Regions from separate parts of the Mus musculus genome. Here region 2 is linked to region 1. Evidence: chromatin contacts called from public Hi-C data. All regions are on one chromosome and are shown on one strand. The core of a region is the stretch at or near the end of the contact, and the rest is flanking DNA. Distances in the headings are between cores, read along the strand shown. Region 1 has its middle 60 kb from the start of Mlip. Region 2 overlaps 5730403I07Rik (RIKEN cDNA 5730403I07 gene).

Region 1 (6,406 bases), core at 1,270-3,769:
GGCTTTTACAACAGCACAGAGTGAACTACAAACATGCTACACAGAAATGTAAGGGCACCCTCTGAGGATTGGGAGAGGTCTCTCAGTCCTGAGCACTGTTTAGTTCTATGAATATCCTAGTCTCTCAATTCATAGAGCAAGCTATCAACTGAGCATGGGAGGGTAAAATGACCTCTGACAAAAGGAGAGAGCAGCATCCTCCTGAAGTGGGGGAAAGATGGCAGAGATGAGCAGCAGCCTCTGAATTACTCCCAAAGGTCAGCCTGACCTTTCACATTCAAACTACTGTACAGCGCATCCCATTTCAGACTTTCAGCAAAACCATGCAATTTTCCAATCCTGGTGAGCTAAGAGCCAAAACGAAATATGCATATACCAAGTACTGCTCTTAAGTCAAAGTGAGGATTGCCTCCATAAATAAACCTTAGTTCAAAAAGCCCTAGGATCAATCTGCAGCACCAGAGAGAGAGAGAGAGAGAAGGAGTGGGAGGGGAATGAAGAGGGGAGAGGAGGAGAGGCAGAGGGAGAGGGAGTAGGGGGAGAGAGAGAGAGAGAGAGAGAGAGAGAGAGAGAATATCAATTGTTTCTATTTCAAAATTAACATATGGTTATTGTATAAGAGCATGGAAATTATTGTATATATAAAATACTGAAACTATCTATGCCTCAGTACTAGGAAACAACCCAAATTATTACATCTCCTTGAGTGCCTGAATTCCCACATACAGGTGACAAAAACAACTGAGGTCTCTGTCCCAGAACAGGATGGCAGGAGCCTTTCTTCTGGTTCTTTCATTAATGTCACCTTCTCAAGCTCAGTCCCAGAGAACCTTATTCCAAATCTCCCTCCAATACATTCCATTTAAGTTTTTTTCTATATCAACGATCACATATGAACTCAGTACAACTTAACAATTATACTGATTTATATGATATATGCATATATATTCAGAAAAACAGCAGATCATAAGTGACTATATTGAATCTTTAATATACATTTTCTTGTTCTATTTTCTATCATCTCCCTAAAATAACTACAAATATTAAAAAATAAGGTCTTTTAAAAGAACTGCTTTAAAGTATGAATCGCTATATCTTTTCTTAGCAAATGCATTTTTTAAAGATTTATTTATTTATTTTATTTATATGAGTATGCTGTCATTCTCTTCAGATATACCAGAAGAGGGCATCAGATCCCATTTACAGATGGTTGTGAGCCACCATGTGGTTGTTAGGAATTGAACTCAGGACCTCTGAGCATCAATGCTCTTAACTGCTGAGCCATCCCTCTAGCCCCTTGCATCTCTATATCTTGATGCTGAACACTATCTGCATTTCCACAAGCATAGCAGAATTTGAAAATCAGATTACAAAGATAAATATATAATCCTATATATGTATATATATACATATATATTCATATTGATACACAATCCCTGCTATGTAACTAGGACTATGATCATGTACTTGAGAAATACAGAAGGGAAACGCACACACAGGAGATACACATATAAAAGGCAATGAAATATACCTAAAGGAATAAAAGTGAGCATACTACAGAGATATTGCAGTTTGCTACAGACTATACAAAGAGACAAGATATGGAACTCGCCTGGATACCCATCAATGGATGAGTGCATGCAGAACTGTGCTCTGTGTCCACAATGGACCTGGAGAGCATCCTGTTTAGTAAAACAGCAGCCAGGCTGAGATTTAGAAGGACAAATCTCACATGCTTTTTTGTTCATGTGGAGCCCAAATTGAAAAAGCATCTGAACATATGCACACAGGAGTGGTGAGGGCAGAGGAACTACTGGAGAAGACCAAGTAGTGAGTAGAACAGGTCAGTACCATAAATACAAGCAAGGCACAATGACACTCACACATGAGGAAGTCAGGAAAGCAGATTGCTTGGATGTGACTATAAGTTTTTAACTAAAAATAAATAAATAAAAAGACAGTGATGGTGCAATTTGTGAAGCAGAGTTACAAGTTGTCTGGGCTGAAACAGTTTATCTCATGAGACAAAATGCCGGCACCTGTGATGGCTGGCCATGTTGCCAGCCAGGGCTAGTACAAGTTGCCATTCTGAACACCATTGTACAAGCAAAACTGCAACTGCTGTAGAATCACCAGGTCACCATGCTGCAGTACTGGTGAAACATGAATTCTTATTGCTTTGACACAATGTATCTAAGCCAGAATGTAGACCTGAACCTGGAGATAGGGAAGACTAAAAAGACTGAGTCCACTTTCCCCATGTCCCACCCAGGATCTCATGTTTGTTAAGGGGTTGAAATCACAAGGAGGGCCATTTGTTGTTGTTGTTGTTGTTGATTCGTCCCCTCTCCTACATCAATACACAAAAGAAATGAGAGACTTAGTAACCCAATATGACACTTGCCCTGTTTGCCACCAGTACAGTATGTCATTTGCAAGTTCATCCAGTATCCTCCATCCATGACAGGGTGTGGAGCAGCTAAGAATAGCTGTGGAACTTGAGGCTAAGCTCCTTGCCGGGAAGCACTAAACTTGCAACGTGACTCACTGCGGGCTGTACATGCTTGCAGTGTGCTGATGAAGTAGCCTTTCAGAAGAAGGGGGAAGATTTCTCATAGTCTCTGTAACCCGTGAACACTGAGAAATTTTAAAACTCAGTCTTTATGTGACAAAATAACCAAGTTGTAGATGGGCAGCGTCCCTGGGTATCAGTAAGTTTCTCCCAAGTAGTTCAAATGACAAAACTGGAAGGTTTCCACCACAGAAATTTTAAACTTTGAATTAAGGTTTGCTCATAAACATCACCACAGGATTATATCGTAGAACAGAGATTTAAGTATCCTGAGAGTGCTTCGAGCGTTCTCAGCTTCAAGTAATTGCTGTATTGTCTGCTGTGTCAGCTATCAGGATACTTGTATTGTCCAAATATTTCAAAATATCCAAATAGATACAATTCTCAAATACACACTTAAAAATCTGAAAGTATAATGAATATAATAACAGAAAAATATTAAGCTCAGCAGTATCATCGGTCTTTTCTGTGTAGTTTCTATTTTTATTTTTCCAATAGTATCACAATGGTACATAACATTAGGAACGCATTTACATTACATTCAGTAACCTACCCGGAGTTGCAAACAACATAATCATTGCAGCACACTGTAGCTGACATTGTTGGGTTTTTTTTTCACAATCACCTGCTATGATGAGTCAAAATTGTAGTTTCACAATCACCTGCTATGATGAGTCAAAAATTTAGCATCGTGTCACCTGAACTTTATAATGAGATTGTATGTACATATTTGTTTATATTAAGCAAGGCTACTAGATTTAGCTTTTTACCATATATTCCCGGAACGAGGATCAGGAGAAAAGAAAGGCAAACTGCTCTAAGCTATGTCAAAAGAGATGGGATGAATTCTTATTATTCTCCCAGGAGGTTTGAAAGGCAGAGAAATATAATTATTTTCTGATATACACTGAAAGGATCTTGTCCATTCTGACTCTGTTACCCTAGGAAATAACTGTTACCTGACTGTTTTGAACCACACCAAAAAAAAAAAAAATTCATATAGTAGAACCCATTGGAAGGCTTAATACGTAAGCATGAGACCCAGTAGGTCAAGCTTCAAGTCTCACTGCTGCAGATTCTAGCTCTGTGTCCCTGGCATGTAAGGTCAACACAGAGAAACCAGGGCATAAAACACCAAAACATCATGACAGCAGTAAGTCCCAGGCAAAGCACGTGACTCTGTCGCCGTAGCTGGAATCTAACAATACAGTCCACGTCCTCCTCTATTTCCAGTTAGACCAGCCAGTGAGTTCCTTTCGAATGAAGCCATTTCAGTTAGATTTCTGCTATCAACAAAGAGGTGTAGGAGATACTCAACCTGGTGGCCGTCCATGGCATGTGTTCTCAATCTGGGAAGCACATCCCATGCTCAGCACACTGCTAGTCAGTTGCAAGCATCCTAAACTATAAAATATAGACCTCATGTTTTAATACCGTGGAACTTTATAATTACATGAGAACAGAGATCTTCCATTCCTAGAGGGACTGAGACTCAAGAAGGTTAAAATTTTTCATACTCAAACTGCTCTTATTTGAACACCTAGAATCTTAACCCAAACTTTCTTATACGTGTGTATTATGATTAAAACATTGTATATGATATTATAATAAAAATAATAATATTATATTATTATGAAAAATAAGTGCTCTCAGAATTAACTAAGGCTTAAGAGACATAAGATGTCATCTGACTCAGATAAAGAAGTAAAAAGAACACCCAACCTTTAGGCTGAGTGAAGAAGTATTTTTCACATTTAAAACGGTGTTCATTTTCAAATAAGAATGGGGAATTATCAGTAAATTATCATTTTTCCATTTATCCTTTATTCCTCATTCTCTGCCTTTGTGTTACAGTGAAAAGGACAAGAAGAAAGCTCAATATTGAAGCGTCTTTTTTAAGATTGAATTATTAAACAATTCCAAGAATTTAAGTTGTTCTCAAGTACTCAAGAATCGCAGTATAGCATACTGCAGCAAGTGGTTAATATTTACCATGGAAATAGTTTCTCAGGTATTGTTCAACAGGAAAATTGTACTGGTCCAATGTGGAAACAGGGTGTCTGGGTATGGAGGACAGGGTGGACCCAGAGGTACAGAAAAGGAGCAGAATCTTCCTGAAAGGCAGAGGGAGACTTTCTTGACAGAATGACCTATAAGCTACCTTTACTGAAGACTTCAGTTCCACGGGCCTGCGCTGGAGATGGGGCAGCACAAAGGTACCCCATACTTGGTAATGAGGTTTAATGCAGACAGGTCACAGTGTGTTTCTAAAGCTATGGTCATGGATCCAGAGAGATCACAAGAAAAGTAAGGTGGTAAAAATAATACCCAGTGCTACCTATGGAGGGGGCTTAATGATGTCACAAGCTGGTATTCTCAGAGCCAGAGGGCTAACACAGTGACAGGCTTTACAAATGCTGACCTACAAAACATGCACCCTATTGCCTCTTTCAACCAAAACAAAACTGCACTCTCTTCCAAAATTCTGTGTTTCTGCATTTAAAAAGTTAAACTTTCCTGTTTCTAAATTGGAACAATCTAATGCCTAGCAGAAGTTTGTCAAATGAATTACACTATTCAAACCATGAAAACACTATCCAAAAAAGTTGTATTGTAGAGGAAGACAGCATGAGAATATCAGTGTTCCAATGCCGTAAACAGGAATGTGTAAGTATAGCTAAAGTAAGCACATTACACCCAAGTTTTCATTTCTTCTGTTTACTTATTTAGGTGCATGTGTTCATGTGTGTATATGGGCAAGTGTGCATAAGTGTATATGTTCATATTGTGCATGCACTCATCTGTATGTGCATGCATTTGTCTGTATGTGCATGCATGCATGCTTGCATGTATGTGGGGGGGGCGGTTGTGACGTATATACACGCTTAAGTCCTTACCTGTGTGAAAATAAATTTAAAATAGACATAGACTCTGGGCTTCTGCTGTTCGGTCAAATTGAAAAATGGTAAATCACTAGATGGTCCATCCTTTCGTCACACTTCCAAATTTTGTCTCTGTAACTCCTTCCATGGGTGTTTTGTTTCCTATTCTAAGAAGGGGCAAAGTGTCCACACATATCCAGAGATCCATCCCATGATCAGCTTCCAAACGCTGACACCATTGCATACACTAGCAAGATTTTGCTGAAAGGACCCAGATATAGCTCTCTCTTGTGAGACTATGCCAGGGCCTAGCAAACACAGAAGTGGATGCTCACAGTCAGCTATTGAATGGACCACAGGGCCCCCAATGGAGGAACTAGAGAAAGCAGCCAAGGAACTAAAGGGAACTGCAACCCTATAAGTGGAACAACAATATGAACTAAGCAGTACCCCGGAGCTCTTGTCTCTAGCTGCATATGTATCAAAAGATGGCCTAGTCGGCCATCACTGCAAAGAGAGGCCCATTGGACTTGCAAACTTTATATGCCCCAGTACAGGGGAATGCCAGGGCCAAAAAGGGGGAGTGGGTGGGTAGGGGAGTGTTGGGGGGGGGGTATGGTATAGCATTGGAAATGTAAATGAGCTAAATACCTAATAAAAATGGAAAAAAAAAGAAAAATGGTAAATCAATGCATGCATATTCTTTTTCCTGAAATAAAGCTCCCATACCCACTAAAAGTGTATTTCATTTACTTGATTCCAGAATACTTTTTAAGCTTCCATCAACATTTCAATTGGAACACCTGCAGTGTTGAACTTTAGCATAAAAAAAATTTTACATAGCTTATTTTTTAAGTTAACTGAAAGAAAAGAATTAAACTCACCTATTTCTTTTGAACATTACCTCACAAGAATGCTCTAAAACTGCTTGATGATAACATAGAGTATTTGT
Region 2 (6,406 bases), core at 2,605-5,104, 67 kb after region 1:
TGTAGACCATTTGCAGTGGGGAAAATGATGATCATTTACAACTTGAGAATTGGTGCAGCCGTTTTGCGTGCTGAAAATGCATTACCCACAGGGTGAACTGGCTCTCTGAGAAGCGCGCATTTCAGAAATGGCTATATCCTGGCATCATGATACAGCCTGACTCTAGTGGTGAAGAAATTCAGACAAAGTCATAGAGAGAGGAGTCTTCTACCCTTGCCACAAAACTTTCAATGCCATAAAAGTGGGAAAAGTCTGCAGAAATGTTTTAGGGATGTGGAACGCGCCTCCTGGCTACAGTTTGCGCTGAGGCAAAAGTAAGCCACATTGCACATTAGCGGGATGGAAGGGCATTACACTGTAAATTAAAGAATCACTGACATGTTCACTCAAACTGGTGCCTTCCCTGAAGGGGCATGTCATTGCATGTGCGCATGAGAGAGAAAGAAAGGAAAGAATAGGACCGGGAAACAAACAGTCTAGCAGGTAGAGATGACGTCACCAGGGCATGGACCCTGAGGACTGGTGAAATACTGTTCTTTATGCTATTCTTACTCAAGAAACTTCCATAAACGTGAAATTACTTCTAGACAAAAAGACACATGCATATACATCATACACATATGTCTTCAAGAAGTGACATCTGCCTCATCAGTAGAATGTGTGACTTGAGGAATATTTTTCAAAACACAAAGGAAAATAAACAGCCATTTGTTAAAAGTCATCCAGTCTTTTGGTTGGCTCGATTAACCATCGATAGAATGGAGAGAGGTAATGTTTGCTTAGGCTGGAAGATAAATCAGTCTGTCAAGGGTGGCAAAATCACTGCTAATGAAATGAGCTGTCTCGGTGATGTACGGGGAAGAAAAGGAATTTTCTGTGGCCCGAAGGTGCTCAGGACTCAGAACCTCTGGGGACACTGTCCTCCCCATCCTCCCCGTCCTCCCCGTCCTCAACATTCTCCCCGTCTTCCCTGTCCTCCAGTCTGACTCCTTCCAATGAATTCAACTGGCTCATGGTTTGTTCTTACCTTTCAAAGACTGACTATCAAACCCCAGGATGATACTTAATCTCTGGGCCCTGGGGGGTATTGGCTTTCTTATTACTAATATTTAACTTCCATGAAGCCAGTTCTAAGGATCTGATAAGTACAGAGGAAGGGAGACCTCAAAGAGGAGGGACTGGGAAGACTTGGCTGGGTTCTGCAAGCTACCCTGGATAACAGCACTGAGAGATTTCACTGAAGTTTTCCGATAAAATAAGAGCATCCGCCATGGGAACTTAAAACTGAGCACTGATACTCAAAGCTTAAAGAAATAACAGGGAGAATAAAACCCTCTCGGAATTGCCCTGTTCTCCCCAGACACATGTCACACTTTTCTATGATTTAGTAACTGCTGAAAAATGGTGCTTTCGGCCCCCTGCTTTGAGCTGTGGAGAAGACACAGCTGAACAACAGCCTTTCTCTCAGGTAAAAAACTGTACATTAAGTGCAATCGAGACCTCTCTAAAGTGTGACCAGCACTTCTCGTGAGCTGAAATCTTTCCCATTCTAGGAGATAACACAGACAAACACACACATACATCTGTCTCTCACACACACTCTCATACTCTCTCCCCCCTCTCACACACACACACTCTCTCTCTCTCTCTTTCACACCCACACCCTCTTTTACACCCACACCCTCTCTCTCTCACACACACGCACACATACACAGACACTCTGTCTCCCTCTCTCTCTCTCTCTCTCTCTCTCTCTTTCTCTCTCTCTCTCTCTCTCTCTCTCACACACACACACAGAGCCTCTCACACATACTTTCTCTCTCTCTCTCTCTCTTTCTCTCTCTCACAAACATACACACTGTCTCTCACACACCCTCTCTCACACCCCTCTCTCTTACCCCCCTCTCTCTCTCTCACACACACACACACACACACGCACACACACGGGGGGTGGGGATAAAGGAGGAAAAAGCATAAGCAGAGATGAAGGCTGGCAATGGAGTAAGAAAAGAAACCTTTAAAAGTCAAAGAGTGGAACACGGAGGAACCATGTTGGACCCAAGCTGACTGATGGTTTTTCTACTCAACATCACAAGGGAGCCAGCCAGCTTACCATAGGCCCACAGATCAGAGACCGTGAGCTGCCCAGGTGAGGTGGCCTGGAATGAAAACCTCTCAGCTGACATCTAGAATGTCCATTCGGAATTCGAACTGAAAGGAAAAGTTTAAAAACGGGTAGTTCTAAAATCACTTCCTTGGCGACTTTGTGAGGAAATATTTTAGAAAGCTTTAAACCGTAATCGAGAGGAAGATGTTTTCTTTTTGTAAGAAGTTGGTGGCTTCCTTCTCACACAGCAGATAAACTTGAAAGGGTCCGCATTAGGAGTCCACAGAGCAGCAGCCATGAGGCACTGAGTAAAACATACGCCACATATCTTGGCAGAACTGTATTCACACATCACTGTGACTGGTAAATCCCACAAATGAAGTTAACATTTCTTGGAGGTGTTCTCATGCGCTTTTTTTAAGTCTTCGCTCTTAATAATAAGATTTCCAAGCGAGAGCCACAGATGTGGCTTTTCATTGTCCTGCAATACTGAAGACTAAGTCATGTCACAAGCTTTTTAATACAACTCTTTCTTTTGGGTGGTTCTAATAAGAAATACTCATAAGGACAAGATGCTATCATTGCCCTAACATACACCCCAAATCCAGTCCCTGTGGTACCCAGGAGATCTTGACACAACACCATATTAAAGCCAGTTCTAAATCTGACTTGGACTGAGTTGCTCCCTCTGCTAAGCTACACATGCTTCACACTTCACGTAACGTGCCTGCTCATGCATGTCCATCGCTTTGTAGGTTCTGTGTAGCTTATGTCCATCCTCAACTGCTCAAAAGTCAAAATACCAAAGCCACAAACTGGTTGGCTGTTAACTCCTCTTGGTGTTTCTATAGCACCTTCAAGGCAAGATGGTTTATTCCGCCAGTCTTCAGGGGTGTATGCCTGCCTGTAACTGTAGCAGTTGGCAGATAGAGGCAGGAGGATCAGAGATCAAGGTCATCCAGAGCTATCCAGAGAGTTCAAGGCCAGCCTAGGACACATGAGACCCCGCCTCACAAACAGGTAAATAAACATTGATTCCTGCAGACGGTTCCCCTCTTCCCATCCAACCCATAGATCCTAAACAGTCTCCGACCAACTTACTCAGAAAATTAAAAGGTCAAGAGCTGACTCAGGAAGAGGGAGAACCAAAGTTGCCAGGGCAACAGGCTGAAGCCATGTCTCCTTCCTCCCCTCTCTCACTTCATCAAGCTCCTCCTAGAGTCCTGCAGGATTTCTCAGCAGGGGCAGGGGTGGGTGAGGAGAGACACATGGGCTTTACGCCGACAATACCTACGTGATACCGGGGGTGCTTGGATCCTACTAGAAAGTTGAGTAGCCTTTTCTCCCCCTTGTAAAATGTAGTTGAGTGAGCATGTTGAGAGTCAGTCTACTGTAAGTAACCCTCATATTAACACTAGACAACTTCTCCCTTCTGAGACATTGAGAAAACAAAGCTTGTCTCTCTCATAAAGGGGAAATACCCCCGGGGGACATTATAGGCTTACTTTATGGGTCCGGTTACTTTTTTCCCCACTGAATGTTCTCCAAACAAATGAGACAAGTTACTTATTGCAGATGCTGAAGCAGATGTAGGATCGATTATCTGGGCAGGACTGGGCCAGGGATGGATTAAGCCAAGGGGAAAGTCGAGTCACCTCAGGCAGGCCACTCTGGGCTTGACGGCTCCCGCTGGAGTGGGGGGAGGCACAGGAAGTAACACCGACCATCCGGATGTGGGGCACACTCCCCCTGCTGGCCAGAAAGGACCAGACACCACGATTTCTGCATTGCTGTGGAACCGACTCCACGGGGCACACAACCCAGCCACTTCCATCCAAAGCAGTACCATTCCCTGGCAAAGTCACTCAGCAGTCCCAAACCACCACGTTTAAAAACACAAGGAAGTGAGCTCCAGGAGTCTTGCCGTGGGCTTGTTCCCATGTTTATTAAATCTAGTTTTATCAGCCAAGGTTTCCATCTGGAAAGCCACCATTAGCTTCTGGTCCTTGGCCTCAAACTTCAGCCCTCCCTAGGTAGGGATCCCTATGATAAAAGGCAGCTGGTGGGGTGGCAGCGGAGCAAACTTACCAGGCTGAACTCCAGAAACCAGGGTGATTTCTGGCTCGCCAGGTAGTTGGACTCTAAGCTCCAGCCAGCATGGGCTCTCTAGTTGTTATGTGAACAGCACACTTCGCATGCCCCCTTTCTTATTGTGGCTGCCCACGGCAAAAGCAACCGCAATGGCGAAGAAGCACGAGACACCCTCCTGAGCCAAGCTTCCCCTGGGAGTTTCTTTCCTTCTCTAGCATGATCATCTTTATCACCCAGCTACGGGCTAGAGCTGTCCTTCATTGCCAAGGGACTCACACCGAAGATAATCATTTGTCGAGCATGTGTGGATTCTGTCAGCCTGCCAGAGACCAGTGTTTGTTTTTGCCCCTCTCTCTGAGCATGTCAATTCTCAGGACGGATTACTGGTTCCAGACAATTGCCAAGGTCAAGGAAGTCACTGGTCGCTCTGTGCTCTAACTCAGTGCTCCAGCCCAGTGCTCAGGCTTCATGAAGAACTGGATGTGTTGGCCCTAATTCTGATCTTGCCCTTTACAGCTGTGCATCATTAAACAAATCTCTTCCCTACATGTGTTATTAACTTAAAAATTCCAGGACCTGGGATATGAGGCTCATATCAAAGGGACACTTCTAGCCCTGTATTCACAGCCATGAATCAATCACCTTCAAGAAAAAGTTAAAATCCGAATCACCTATTTAATGATGCTCAGATGCCCAGACAATATCCCAGTCAGTGTTTTTAACAAGGGAAAAATCAGTATGAACCACGGGTTGTGAAGTTGTACCAGGCTGAGATGATGCTTCTCTGTAAGCCACAAAACAGTTTGCTTAAAACATACAAGAAGTCAGTTTTGATCCTTAATCATCAGGGAAATGCAAATCAAAACAACCCTGAGATTCCACCTCACACCAGTGAGAATGGCTAAGATCAAAAATTCAGGTGACAGCAGATGCTGGCGAGGATGTGGAGAAAGAGGAACACTCCTCCATTGTTGGTGGGATTGCAGGCTTGTACAACCACTCTGGAAATCAGTCTGGCGGTTCCTCAGAAAATTGGACATAGTACTACCGGAGGATCCAGCAATACCTCTCCTGGGCATATATCCAGAAGAAGCCCCAACTGGTAAGAAGGACACATGCTCCACTATGTTCATAGCAGCCTTATTTATAATAGCCAGAAACTGGAAAGAACCCAGATGCCCCTCAACAGAGGAATGGATACAGAAAATGTGGTACATCTACACAATGGAGTACTACTCAGCTATTAAAAAGAATGAATTTATGAAATTCCTAGCCAAATGGATGGACCTGGAGAGCATCATCCTGAGTGAGGTAACACAATCACAAAGGAACTCACACAATATGTACTCACTGATAAGTGGATACTAGCCCAAAACCTAGGATACCCACGATATAAGATACAATTTCCTAAACACATGAAACTCAAGAAAAATGAAGACTGAAGTGTGGACACTATGCCCCTCCTTAGAAGTGGGAACAAAACACCCATGGAAGGAGTTACAGAAACAAAGTTTGGAGCTGAGATGAAAGGATGGACCATGTAGAGACTGCCATATCCAGGGATCCACCCCATAATCAGCATCCAAACGCTGACACCATTGCATATACTAGCAAGATTTTATCGAAAGGACCCAGATGTAGCTGTCTCTTGTGAGACTATGCCGGGGCCTAGCAAACACAGAAGTGGATGCTCACAGTCAGCTAATGGATGGATCACAGGGCTCCCAATGGAGGAGCTAGAGAAAGTACCCAAGGAGCTAAAGGGATCTTCAACCCTATAGGTGGAACAACATTATGAACTAACCAGTACCCCTGAGCTCTTGACTCTAGCTGCATATGTATCAAAAGATGGCCTAGTCGGCCATCACTGGAAAGAGAGGCCCATTGGACACGCAGACTTTGTGTGCCCCGGTACAGGGGAACGCCAGGGCCAAAGGGGGGGAGTGGGTGGGTAGGGGAGTGGGGGTGGGTGGGTAAGGGGGACTTTTGGTATAGCATTGGAAATGTAAAGGAGCTAAATACCTAATAAAAAATGGAAAAAAAAAAAAAAAAAAAAGAAGTCAGTTTTGCTCCTTCAAAGAGTCTTTCAAAAAAAAAAAAAAAAAAAAAAAAAGCAAATGGCTATAGACAACGTCTCTCTTCTACTGGGAGAGACTGCCCCCTGCTGGCCACCTTCTGCCATGCAGTCACCTCCAGGAGTCAGCTTCC

Evidence for each region. Hi-C and Micro-C count contacts between places; a contact is called where the count stands out from the background.
Region 2: a contact with region 1 is called in a Hi-C map of muscle stem cells, with 2.4 times the contacts expected there. The contact joins two enhancer-like sites. A contact is called at or near these places in 6 of 484 Hi-C or Micro-C datasets (the C2C12 cell line, the HL-1 cell line, cerebral cortex and 3 more).

The regions. Positions count from the first base shown.
Region 1 is chr9:77,308,237-77,314,642 of GRCm38.p6, forward strand. It overlaps a transcript of Mlip not described here. Among named protein-coding and RNA genes, the nearest start is that of Mlip, 60 kb to the left of the region's middle. Within about 2 kb of position 2,520, at least 15 of the 459 cell types and tissues checked have an H3K27ac peak or open chromatin away from gene starts, as enhancers often do. A contact at or near this core is called in muscle stem cells, where this site is marked.
Region 2 is chr9:77,373,452-77,379,857 of GRCm38.p6, forward strand. All of the region lies in intron 3 of 5730403I07Rik (RIKEN cDNA 5730403I07 gene), which reads right to left. Among named protein-coding and RNA genes, the nearest start is that of 5730403I07Rik, 23 kb to the right of the region's middle. Within about 2 kb of position 3,855, at least 5 of the 459 cell types and tissues checked have an H3K27ac peak or open chromatin away from gene starts, as enhancers often do. A contact at or near this core is called in muscle stem cells, where this site is marked.